Regions from separate parts of the Anas platyrhynchos genome. Here region 1 is linked to region 2. The links are chromatin contacts, called in public Hi-C maps. All regions are on one chromosome and are shown on one strand. The core of a region is the stretch at or near the end of the contact, and the rest is flanking DNA. Distances in the headings are between cores, read along the strand shown.

Region 1 (5,500 bases), core at 930-3,429, 280 kb before region 2:
TTGACTGGAGCCTCTCTCCTTTGATATTCCACTATCATTGATTTTCCTTTGAACACTGAGTCATTTACTCTAGTCTTCTCCCTGTTAAAGGATGAGCTAATGGGATTATAAAAATATTTTTTTCTGTGATCAGCAGAACAAGTGAAGCCTGGTTTCCTATGGACTTGTCCTGATGTGGCACCGCTGTGTGGATTCTCTGATGTATATTAAGCAGTGTCTGCACATGCTTGATATTTTATCAGTGGCAGTTTTATTAGGGTCTGTTTCATTGACTCAGCTTTGCATTTCACAGAAGTCACCTTTGAAAGCTCTATCTCTTTGTACAAATTTAGATGGAATTGGGCAATGGCTTAAACATGCCTTTTTTTTTTGGCAAGGAAAGGCAGGAAGAAAGGGGACCCACAGGCAGAAACACCAACAGACAGTGTAATTGCATAAGCCTTCTTTCCTTAGGAAATCAGGCTAAAAATGAGTCTTTTGACATCGATCTCTGTAGAGATCTCAGATCAGGTTACAGAGAGACAAAGAAAAGTAAATTTTGCTGTTTACCACGTAAGGGCTTCAGTTACCTGCTGCAACAGATTTCTCGTAAGTAAGGCTAAGCCAGCAGTTGGTGTTTGCTCACTTGGTTACCTTCTCATCTTTGGCAATGTCCCCATCAGGCTTTGGGAACTTTTTTTTTTTTTTTTTTTTTTTTTGCCAGAGTGCACTCATGCATCAGTTGCTTTCATTTATTTTTAATTTAACCTTTACACTTGAATAAATGGATATGTAGGTAGTAAGACAAGCTGTTAAAGAGACTTGTGGTTTACAGGACCAGTGATAGCATGAAAAACACAGGCTTTAGGTGCAGCCAAGGATACAATCCTGTTATTATTGAAAAGCAAGGCTTGGGCATTACATTATATCATATTTTCTCTGTACTGTGTAATAAGTGCTAGTGTATTTTATTTTTCCTCTCTTTACACAAAAGTCCTATTACCTTAGAAACCAAAATAAACACTTTGTAAAAGGGAAGACCTGTTTCAGCTTTCTGGGTGGATGTCAGTTTATTACAAATGGATCCAGCTATGAATAAACTTTGCAGATTTGTTCAGATTTGGTCACTATTCTGAGCTTGAGTCTCTGACAAAGTGCTTAAAGATGCACTGCCTGCACCCAACAGGGTGGCTGGACCTTGAAGTGCAGTCACAGAGGCTTCTCGGGACTTGGTTATGTGGTCTCTGAAATAAGTCTGCAGTGACCCCAGATGTTATTTTTTTTTCTCCCTTTGGACTAGTTTACAGGTGGATCAGTTGCCTGAATCAGTGCCCCTGTCATTAAGGAAATGCTAGTGCTGGAGCAAGGGAGCAGGGAGCAAGCAGTCAGTCGGGTTTAACGGGAACTGTGGTAAAATCCAAGCAGTGCTCCAGGTCTGTACTTGGTTACAATGACCATGTAACACAAAGCATTGTACAATTTGGGGGAGGCAGGGGAATGAAGCGAGGGTAGGAGGGAAGAAGATCTCCATCTGGCTGTGGGAACTCTGAGGTAGAGCCAGGCCACCCCAGCTTTTTCTCCTGTGCATACTCTGCGCTGTGTGATGAGCTCAGAGCCGTAGCCTCCTGCCCTGTGATGTGCATTTCAGCTGTCAGCTGGGTCTGGGGCATTGGATCTGGGATGGAAGGAGAAGCTGTGGCCCAGGTATGGCTGTGAGGAACAAACACCTCTTCCTGTAGGGGAGAGTGAACCGGAACAAGAGGTGTGTTCCTACAGCGTGCAAAATTGCACTGCTCTGTAGAGCCCGGAGGATTAGTATCAAAGTGGATATAAATTTATTTGGTGCAGAGCAAGATTGAGGGTCTTTGCGGAAAAAAAAAAAAAAGATACAGATGCTGTTACTAAAGCATGTGTGTGTTCAAAACAGACCACTCCATGGAAAACAAACTTTTCCCAACTTGATCCCATCGCCTGTGAGACCTGACATCTCGCTGCCCTGGGCTGAGCCCCGCTCCTTAGGGTGAGCTGTAGGGGATGGATGGGTCGTCCTGCTGAAACCCTGCTCCTCTGGGAGCACCCTGCGGGCGATCCGCCTGCTCAACGCCAGCTCTCCTGGGGAGCCCTTCCTCCCCTCTGTGACAATTACGCTACAAGTAGCCAAGTTAACCCCAAAAACATCCATTTTGGAGGCGGCAGCGCCCGGTGCCGGGCTGGAGGCCGGCCCGCCGCCCGCCCCGCCTCAGCGGCCCTACAAGATGGCGGCGCCCAGGGGCCGCCGGCTCCTGAGGGGCAGGCTCGGAGCCCGCCGCCGAGCCCCCGCAGGTAGCGGCGGGGCTGCCCGGTGCGGGGACCGCCGAGACCGAAGCCTGGAGGCCGGGGCCGGCCCGTGGAGCTGCCGCTGATCGCCACCTCTCTGCTTTCTCCTCGCAGGCCGCGATAAAGCGCCGAGCGGGTGCAGGGAAGGGGATAAGGATGCCCAGGCAGGCGGCGGTGACGGTGGCTGTGGCGACCCTGCTGGGTGTGGCGGTGGGGGGCCTGGCGCTGTGGAGGGCAGCGCGGCGCCGCAGGGGGACAGCGAGCTGCGGGCAGCCGCGAGGGGACGCGGGCAGGGGGCCGGCAGATGAGGCGCTGCTGAAGGCTGAGGCTGAGGATGAGGATGAGCCTGCCTTCGGCACGCCGCCCGCCTCGTCCCGGCCACACAGGAGCCTCGGTGCGGACATCGTGGTCGTCTCCGAGCAGGAGGAGTGGGAGCGGGTCGAGCCCCTGCTGAAGAAGGAGCTGGAGCAGCGGCCGGTGCTTGGGATCGACTGTGAGTGGGTGAGTGAGCGCAGGGCCTCTCCGCCAGGTTGCAAATCGCAGCAGGGAATCATCGAGGGAGGAGCTGTGCCTCTGCTGGAATGGGCACGGCTCGGCTGGCTATCGAAACCGTGATTATCTATCGTGACACCAGGGAACTATCCACTAGTTTTGATTGTTCTCACGTTTAAGTCTGCTGGCTGTAAGTTTTTAGTTCGCTACTTGCATTTGTTTGCTGAACTTTTGTGATAAATCTAGTTCTAAACGTGCAGTGATAATTACATGGCTAAATAGCACCATATGTTTTATATAGTACCTCTTTTCATGTAGTTTACTAAAATAGTTCAGATTTACAGTATTTTAAGTCCATCTGTGTACCAAAGAGTTTCTTAAAATTAATAAACCAGAAGAGGAGGATAATGCTGATAAGAAGATAGACCTCCGTGGGCATACCAGAAAGCAGCATTCATCTGCTGCTTGTATGTTTGCCTATGTGAGCTCTTGGAACAGACTTTGAGTCATTTATGAAGCTTGTCTTCGCCATCATTTTGGCTGGAAGTTTATTCACCCCACATTCATTGGTACAAGCTGCAGTTAAGCAGTGTGCTATAAACACTTTTGTAGTGCTGACGTGGATTAAGGAATGTGTCTGCTTGCTCCTGCCAGCCCAGCTGTGAGGGGCAAGGGTGAAAGGAGGAAAATTTCTCTCACAAGGTTGTAGCAAGAAGTAATTGTGGGACAGTAATACTGTGAAACAAATCACATAATTTGTGCAGGAAAAGCTTTCAATTGCATAGTCTGGTAAGTATTTCCTGTCTTTGGTGGGCTGTTTTACAATTTGGTCCAGCTGCAGTACTGCTAGTAACCCAGCTGTGATTTTTACCTTTATTTCAGGTATCTGTGGAGGGAAAAGCGAATCCTGTATCCCTTCTACAAATGGCTTCTTCCAGTGGCTTCTGTGTTCTCATCCGGTTGCCCAGGCTCGTTGCCAGTGGACAGACTATCCCAAAGACCCTGTTGGACATCATGGCAGATAGTGCTGTATTGAAAGTAGGGGTGGGATGCTGGGAAGATGCTTGCAAGTTACTTCAGGACTATGGTCTTCCAGTAAAAGGGAGTGTGGATCTCCGATATTTAGCCATGAGACAGCGGTAAGCCTCTGAAGACAGAGGCAGCTCTGTTTTTAGTACACCATTTGAGTTTGAAATATTAAAAAGTAATTTGTGTGTGCTGGATGATGTCGGGCAGGTAGGTTTGGTGTTCTTGGGATGGGACACTTTCTTTAGAGCGTGGGCAGGCTTGTATTCTGTGGCCTTAAAGGAAATGAAATCATGAATGCTAATTGTGTCAGTCTGTCTTCTCGTGTAATAGTTGTAAGGGCTTTTCAGAGTATCTTGCTTTGTCTTGTAAGAAGTCCAGGCAGAGTGATACAAGACGGTCAGAGAGCTCACAATGTAAACAGATGCTTGAAGACACTGCCTGAAACTATGGGGTAAAAGTGTGAGTGGCACTTAAGTGGAACTGTTAAATTACAGGATTTCTTGAAAAATGGCTAAAAAAACCCAACTAGCTCCAATTTTCTGTTCTAGTATCAGTGTTTCCTTTTATAGGTTACAGTTGTGATGCTATTTTCCCATCCTCTGTTCTTTCTTAAAAAAAAAAAAAAAAGTTTTACTTGGGAATGTTCTTCATATTCAGTATATGTGCATTGTTAGTGACGTGGGGCATGGATTTGGTGACCTGATGGTGCCTTTTTAGCACTGAGGATGGATTCCTCTTGAATCATTCCTGGTTCTCATGCTCCTCAGAAAATGTCTCCAGGCTTGTTTATTAAGTGGCTGATGAATCCCTAGGGGCAGACAGTCCTTCACTCTGTGACAGACCTCTCTATTTCAGAATCACAGAGTCACAGAATTTCTAGGTTGGAAGAGACCTCAAGATCATCGAGTCCAACCTCTAACCTAACACTAACAGTCCCCACTAAACCATATCCCTGAGCTCTACATCTAAGAGCCAGATACTTCAGCCTGAGATGTTACCAGCTCCCAGCCTTGCCTGTTTTGCATATTGCAGACACTAGGTAATTACCAAATCTAGGTCGGACATTTTAGTGGAGAGGAGGGTGAGGGCCTGTATGCTGCTTGAGTGGGAGTCGTGCATCAAGTGCGTTGTGTTCTGGCAGAACCAGGTTGTGTGAGGCTGCCTAAATTTGCATGAGTGTTTAGTTTCATTTTTAATATGCCTCTTTTGCTTTCTTTGTTAAAACTGAAGGAAGGATCTACTTCACAACTGCCTTAGCCTTAAGTCCTTAGCTGAAAAAGTCCTGAACTGCCCGCTTGACAAGTCTCCTCATATGCGTTGCAGCAACTGGGAGGCAGAAGAACTGACACAACATCAGGTGTGTCTTCCACTTCAACTCTGTGTTTTGGGAAGAAAAGCAAACTTCTTATTAGAGGAGAGGCATTGTAACAGGGAGATCTTGTCCTTCTTTGAGTTCTGCTTCAATAGTTCTGTATGACTATGATCTGAAGTCCATTTCAGCCTCTGCCTGAGTTTCCCTCCTTTTCCATGAAGACAATTTTCTGTCATTCTCTCTGGATTCTTGACCCTTGTTTTCCTTTAATCCTGGAAGATCTGTAAGGCCAGACCCCTTGAACCAGCGGTTTGTGCACCCAAAGCCTCACTTGTTTGTTTTCTTTCCTCCAATTTGTAGCAGTCAGTGCAA
Region 2 (5,633 bases), core at 3,075-5,574:
AGAGGAAGGGCGATATTGCCATCTGCAGGGAGCAGTCCCCGGGGAGAAGGCAGCGCTCAGCCTGGTTCAGCGTCTTGCAGCTGGGAGTAACAACAGGAATTTCGGAAGGCAAACGTAGGTGAGGCAGACAAACCCTCCCTCCTGATGTCATTTGTTAAACCAGACTGATTTCCCAGGGGGCAGAGGCAGCCCAGTCTCTCAATTCCTCCTGCAGCAGGCAGGGAAGGGCTGTGCTCTGGGGAGGGCAGGAGGTGCTGGGGAGCGATGGAGGGGCCTGGCCGGCCCCGTGGCCTCCTTCCTGCCTCTGCTGTTGCTGGCAGACACGGGGCCAGGACGCTGTCACAGCTGAAGGCTTCGATCTAGAGCAGGAGCTGAGACTTGTGCCTGCAAGCAGCCTGGGGTGAAGAACAAGCAGGAATTGTGTCTATTCCCCAAACCATTTCATCATCCTAAAGAAAATGCAATCTAAACAGAGGCTTTCTGGCCATCACGTTTGTAAGCAAAGATCAAAATGTATCTGCAGAAAGTTAATTTTTACCAACGAGAGCATCCTCAGCTCTGTGCTGGAGATCAGCATCGCTGATCTGAATGCTGAGCTTGAGAGGGGAGCTGGTTCCCGGACATTTCTTTATGGGAGGTGACACCAACGCCTGCAGCAAGCAAGTCAGTGTTTTGGAGGAAGAACTGCGGAAAGAGACCAGATAATGCATACAGGTAATAATTTACTGTCAGGAACAGGACACCAGCACTCCTGCCTTGTCCCCTGCAGCTTCCCCCAGGCCATGCCGCCTGGCTGTACATGGTTTTTCCAAGCCCTGCTGCTCTCAGCCCTGCAAGGAGAAGCTGCCCCCAGACAGCCACAGTGCTGGTGGGGCGCTTCTGGCAGGACTTGCCCATGCCTGAGGGTGATAGGAGCCAAGCCTGCTGAACGTCAGCTTCCATTTCAACAACCCTTGTTTGTCTAAACAAGTGTTTGTGGCTGCAAGGGAGATGTTCAACATACGAGTTATTGGTTTCTTCAGGGCTTTGGAGGCTACTTCCATGGGCTAGGGGGGTGAATCCCAGTGTCCCCCCCAGTTAGACCGGCTCTGTGCTTTTATACCAGTCACACGGATCGTGGGGAGTTTAAAGCTCAATTGCACGGTGCCTGGCAAGAAGAGCTTTGTCCCCCCGCGGCATTTCAGAGGTGAATTTTCCAGTCTGGATGCAGTAAGATATGGATCTAGCCACTGCTCCTCTGCCAGCAGAGCTGTGTCAAGGGGAGGAGTGATACTTTGGGTGCAAAATCCAAAATAATTAGTATTACTGTCACCCTGAAGTTGAATCAGTAAAAGAGGAGGGCAAACAGCAAGTAGAAGCTGGGAGTAAAACCCTCCTGAACCAAGTCTGCCACTGAACAGACTGTAGCATCAAAACATATCAGAGACAGACCGTATTTTTCTGTATCTTGAGGGAACATGAAGAAAAAGACTTCTATACTGGCGTGAAGACTTTCAAAGACTTATAATACTTAAACGGACCTTTTCAAAATAACTATAGTGTCACAAGAAATCTGTGTATGCTTGGCCTAACTCTTGAATGATTGAACAGTAGATGAAATTGCAGCTTGTTCTCCAGCATGGTTTATCAGAAGACTAGAGGAGCCAGGATGCTACGTGTGTGTATATACATATATATATAAAGTTTGTCCTTTCTACTCTGTTTTACCTGTGCAAGATGACAGCTAGGTTAAAAAGTCTGTTGTGATGACAGCTTAAAGAGTTTGCCTGCATTATGCAACACTATGTGCTATGGTGTGTTGTGCAACACTAATACACTATGGTGTATTGTTTTAATGTTGTGTTTGCTTAGCTCAACAGTTGCCTGAAAAATAAGGACTGGAACCACAAGTGATGGGACACGTACCGCCCTCCCCTAAGTGGATGAGCATGTCCAAGGTAGGAGAAAAGCACCATGGTTAATATAAACATGCGAAGCCACTTACTGCATTGATAACACTCCAGCATTCTGCAAGGGTTTCACTTCAGTTTCAGAAAACTATCTCAAAGCAATCGATGCCACAGCTTTGCTATACCTTGAGTCTACTACAAAATCCATGACTTTGAGTGATTTTTTTTTTTCAATCAGTTGTTCCTCATGAACTGCATAGCAGTCATCTGTGTGTTTGAGTAGTACTTTGCCATACAGAAATTGAGGTTATTGTTTAAGCTTACTTACCGTGCTATCACCAGACAGATCAGCACTTGTCTGTTAAATACCACACCTGCTGTAAGCACATCCCAGAATAGGTTATGCCTGTTTCTGCAATGCCAGTATATTTATTGTGTTATTTTTAGATTGGGATCCTCTTTAACTGAAGCCTTTATACATATCACTATTTCCTAAACGTTTATTTCTGATTTCATACTGGATTGTTCTTCCTAAACGTAAACATTTCTGCCCTTGTCCTTGCAGATTTTCATCTTGTTGAATCATTGCTTTGGTTCGTCAGGCTCATTTTGAATTCTCTTCTTGTCTTCAGAGTGTTTGAAAATCTTCCCAGGGTGTTTCACCTGCATGTTTTAACACTGCATGCTCTAATCTGCTTAGCAAATTATTAATGCAGCTGTTGAACAGTCCTGTGCTGAGAGGAGATCCCTGATTCCGCAAAGGAATTGTCCCTGTGTTTGTCAAGGAGATACTTTGAATGCAAACACTGAAAGAGGTATGCTTCCAGCTTACAATTAATTTTATCCTGCCATTTTCCTGTTTGCTTAAGAAAATACCATGTGTGGCACAGCACTGAAATCTTTACTACAGTCACGTTTAACACTTCTCTATTTTTCCCCCTTGCCCAGTAGCTTAGTTATTCTGGGAAGGAGTATTGGTTTAATTTGAAACAGCTTGTTGATTGCCAGCCTTGTTGTCATGAGCAGCTTAGCAGTTTAATGAATGAAAGTACTTATACATTGATTATTTAATCTTCTGTTCCATTGCCTCTCTGACCTTTGAAGGTAAGCTTGCCAATCGAAACATCACTGCACCTCCGGGGAGTGCGGTGTTTGGGATGGTGCTACAGATGTCTCAGTGATGCTTCATTAACTACTTCAATGAGTTTCTTAAGGATTACAGGCGCTGGCTACTTGGGTAATGTGAATTTCCTCCATCCTGCTATTCCCCTATTATGACCTATGTTCTCCAAATCCCTTTTAAAACGAATGCTGGGTCTCAATTAAGCAAGAGGTGGGGGTGACATGACATGCTCAGTCTTTGCAATCTGCTGTCTGCTGAGCACAAAAACTTTTGCTAATGTTAGTCACCGAGTCTGTGTAAACAACAAAAAAGACGGTTTGTCAAAACAAAGATGTGTTGTGATTTGAGCTTGGAAAGTTAATGGCAGACTGTGGTCATGGGTGCAGTGGTTGCATTTTGGGGTACATCAAATGTTGGCTTAGGGGCTCGGGTGGCTTTCAGGAAAGGTCTGTGGGCTAGCCGAGGAAGGACACAATCCTGCAGCAGCTCTCCTGTTACCCCCTGAAGGTTTACAGATAGCTTTGACACAGTAGGATGCTTTTGTAGTGGCCTGCATCTTGCTCTCAAAGGGTTGTGGCATTTCCTCAGTATCACATTCAGCGTGTAAAACTAAACACACTGGTCTGGTGTAAACTTGTTCTGATCATTCAAACGTTAACCCAAGAATTTTTGGGGTTTTTCTTTGTTCCTGCAAGCTTCGTATTGGACCAGGGGTTGGTCACCCTGTCCTTCTGCAGCTGGCATAAATTCACCATGAAAACACGAAGCTAACCTAAACCTGATTGCATGTATTAGATGATGTGTATAAATACGATGGCATGTGATGCCTGTTCAGGATTACAGCTCTGATGGGCTGCGATCTGATGCCGGGTGGGTCCGCCTGATTGCCTGATGCAGCGGCAGACCATGCCATGGCGAGGAGGAGGTGTGGGGGTTTGTGGCTCGGGTGCGTGTCACTGAGGCACAGCCCCGGCCATGACGCCAGGCTCGTCCCCGCTGAGGGCTGAGCGATGGGGTGCAGATGTGTGTAAACATAAGGCGGCTCTGGGGCTGGCTGAATACTGCAGCTGAGCAGCAATTAACAGTTTATTAATTATGTTTGGCTGGGAGAGACACGCGTGAGGACCCGTGAGGGGTGTGAGCACCACCAAGACACGTTGACCACCCTGTGGCAGAGCAGCCCCCCTCAGTCCCCTCACTCCCCAAGATGGCGGCCGGGCACCGCCTCCCCTCCGCCATCACCGCGGGGAGGGGCGGGGAGGGGCGGGGCCAGGGCCGGCTCCACCAATGGGCGCGCGGGGCGGGGCGGGGCCGCGGCGCGGGGCCGCCCCCGGTTGGCGGGGCGGGGCGGGGCGGGCGGCAGTCGGGAGCGAGGCGCCGCGCAGGGAGCAGGAGCCGCCCGCCAGCACCGCACCGGCCCCTCCGCCCCGCACGGCACGGCCCGGAACGCAACGGGACCCGCAGCCCAGGTTGGTGACGGGATCGGCGGCCCGGGGCTATGTCCTTGTGGTGCAGGGGGGGGGGCGGAGGAGCGAGCGGTTCCCTTAGCTAAGGGGTGTTGGCGGCGCACGGGGTCGCGGCGGGCCGGTGCCGGTGCCCCGCGTGCAGCCTCCGCGGCGGGCGCTGCGCGCAGGGCGCGGCCCGCGCCGCCATTTTGTGGCGGAGGCAGCGATGGCGGCGGCTCGGCTGCCCCTGCGCCTCGGGGGGCGGGGCCGGGCGGGAAGTGGGCGGGACCGAGGGGGGGAGCGGCGCGTTCTGGTTGGCGGGGGCCGGGGCGGGCTCCAGCTGGCGGGCTGCGATTGGGCCGCCGCGGGGGCGAGCCCGGGCTGCTGCGGACTGCGGCAGGGGGCGGGCTGGGGGGGGGGGCGCGTGCTGAGTCACCGGCACGGCGCTGAGGGGACGGTGCTGAGGGGACCACCGGGCCCCCCGCAGGTTGCTCCGCGCCCCCAGCCATGAGCGGCTGCCGCGTCTTCATCGGGAGGCTGAACCCCGCCGCCAGGGAGAAGGACGTGGAGCGCTTCTTCAAAGGGTACGGCCGCATCCGCGACATCGACCTCAAGAGGGGCTTCGGCTTCGTGGTGAGTGCGCCTGGCGGGAGGGGGCCGCGGGGCTGCGGGCATTGCGGTGTGTAACGCTGTGCCTTCTGTCTGGGCTCGCAGGAGTTCGAGGATCCCAGGGATGCGGACGATGCTGTCTATGAACTGGATGGGAAGGAGCTTTGCAGCGAGAGGTGAGCTGCCGCATCGCCCCTGGTACCCCAACATGAAAAACATGCATCGATTTCCATTTACATCTTATTATCAACACTGCTCAAATCCTGCCGTAGCTTTTTCCCCTCAATAATCATGAAAAAATGTTTAAAGATGCATGCTTTCCCCTTATTTTTTTTTTCTCTGCAGGGTTACAATTGAGCATGCGAGAGCACGCTCTAGGGGTGGCAGAGGCAGAGGGAGGTACTCTGACCGCTTTAGCAGCCGCCGTCCCCGTAGTGACAGGAGGTACGTATAGCCGTGAACTGACGGGGCTTTAATAAATAACCCCAAGCCCATCTCATCCCAAAACGTGAGGTACGCTGAGATAGCAAAAGGTGCTGTTTGATTTTCTAGTCAATCCAATGTGGC

The links. Hi-C and Micro-C count contacts between places; a contact is called where the count stands out from the background.
Region 1: a Hi-C map of skeletal muscle shows a contact between it and region 2, with 4 times the contacts expected there. The contact joins the promoter of EXD2 here to the promoter of SRSF5 in region 2. A contact is called at or near these places in 3 of 8 Hi-C or Micro-C datasets (liver, skeletal muscle and subcutaneous adipose tissue).

The regions. Positions count from the first base shown.
Region 1 is chr5:37,162,977-37,168,476 of IASCAAS_PekinDuck_T2T, reverse strand. It overlaps EXD2 (exonuclease 3'-5' domain containing 2), which reads left to right and starts at 2,179. Exons shown (of 9, transcript XM_038180680.2): 1 at 2,179-2,301; 2 at 2,410-2,796; 3 at 3,670-3,926; 4 at 5,047-5,173. The coding sequence starts at 2,452.
Region 2 is chr5:36,884,216-36,889,848 of IASCAAS_PekinDuck_T2T, reverse strand. It overlaps SRSF5 (serine and arginine rich splicing factor 5), which reads left to right and starts at 4,324. Exons shown (of 8, transcript XM_027458355.3): 1 at 4,324-4,481; 2 at 4,945-5,090; 3 at 5,172-5,242; 4 at 5,412-5,510. The coding sequence starts at 4,965. It overlaps LOC119717064 (a long non-coding RNA gene), which reads left to right. Exons shown (of 3, transcript XR_005266045.2): 2 at 1-118; 3 at 1,852-2,163.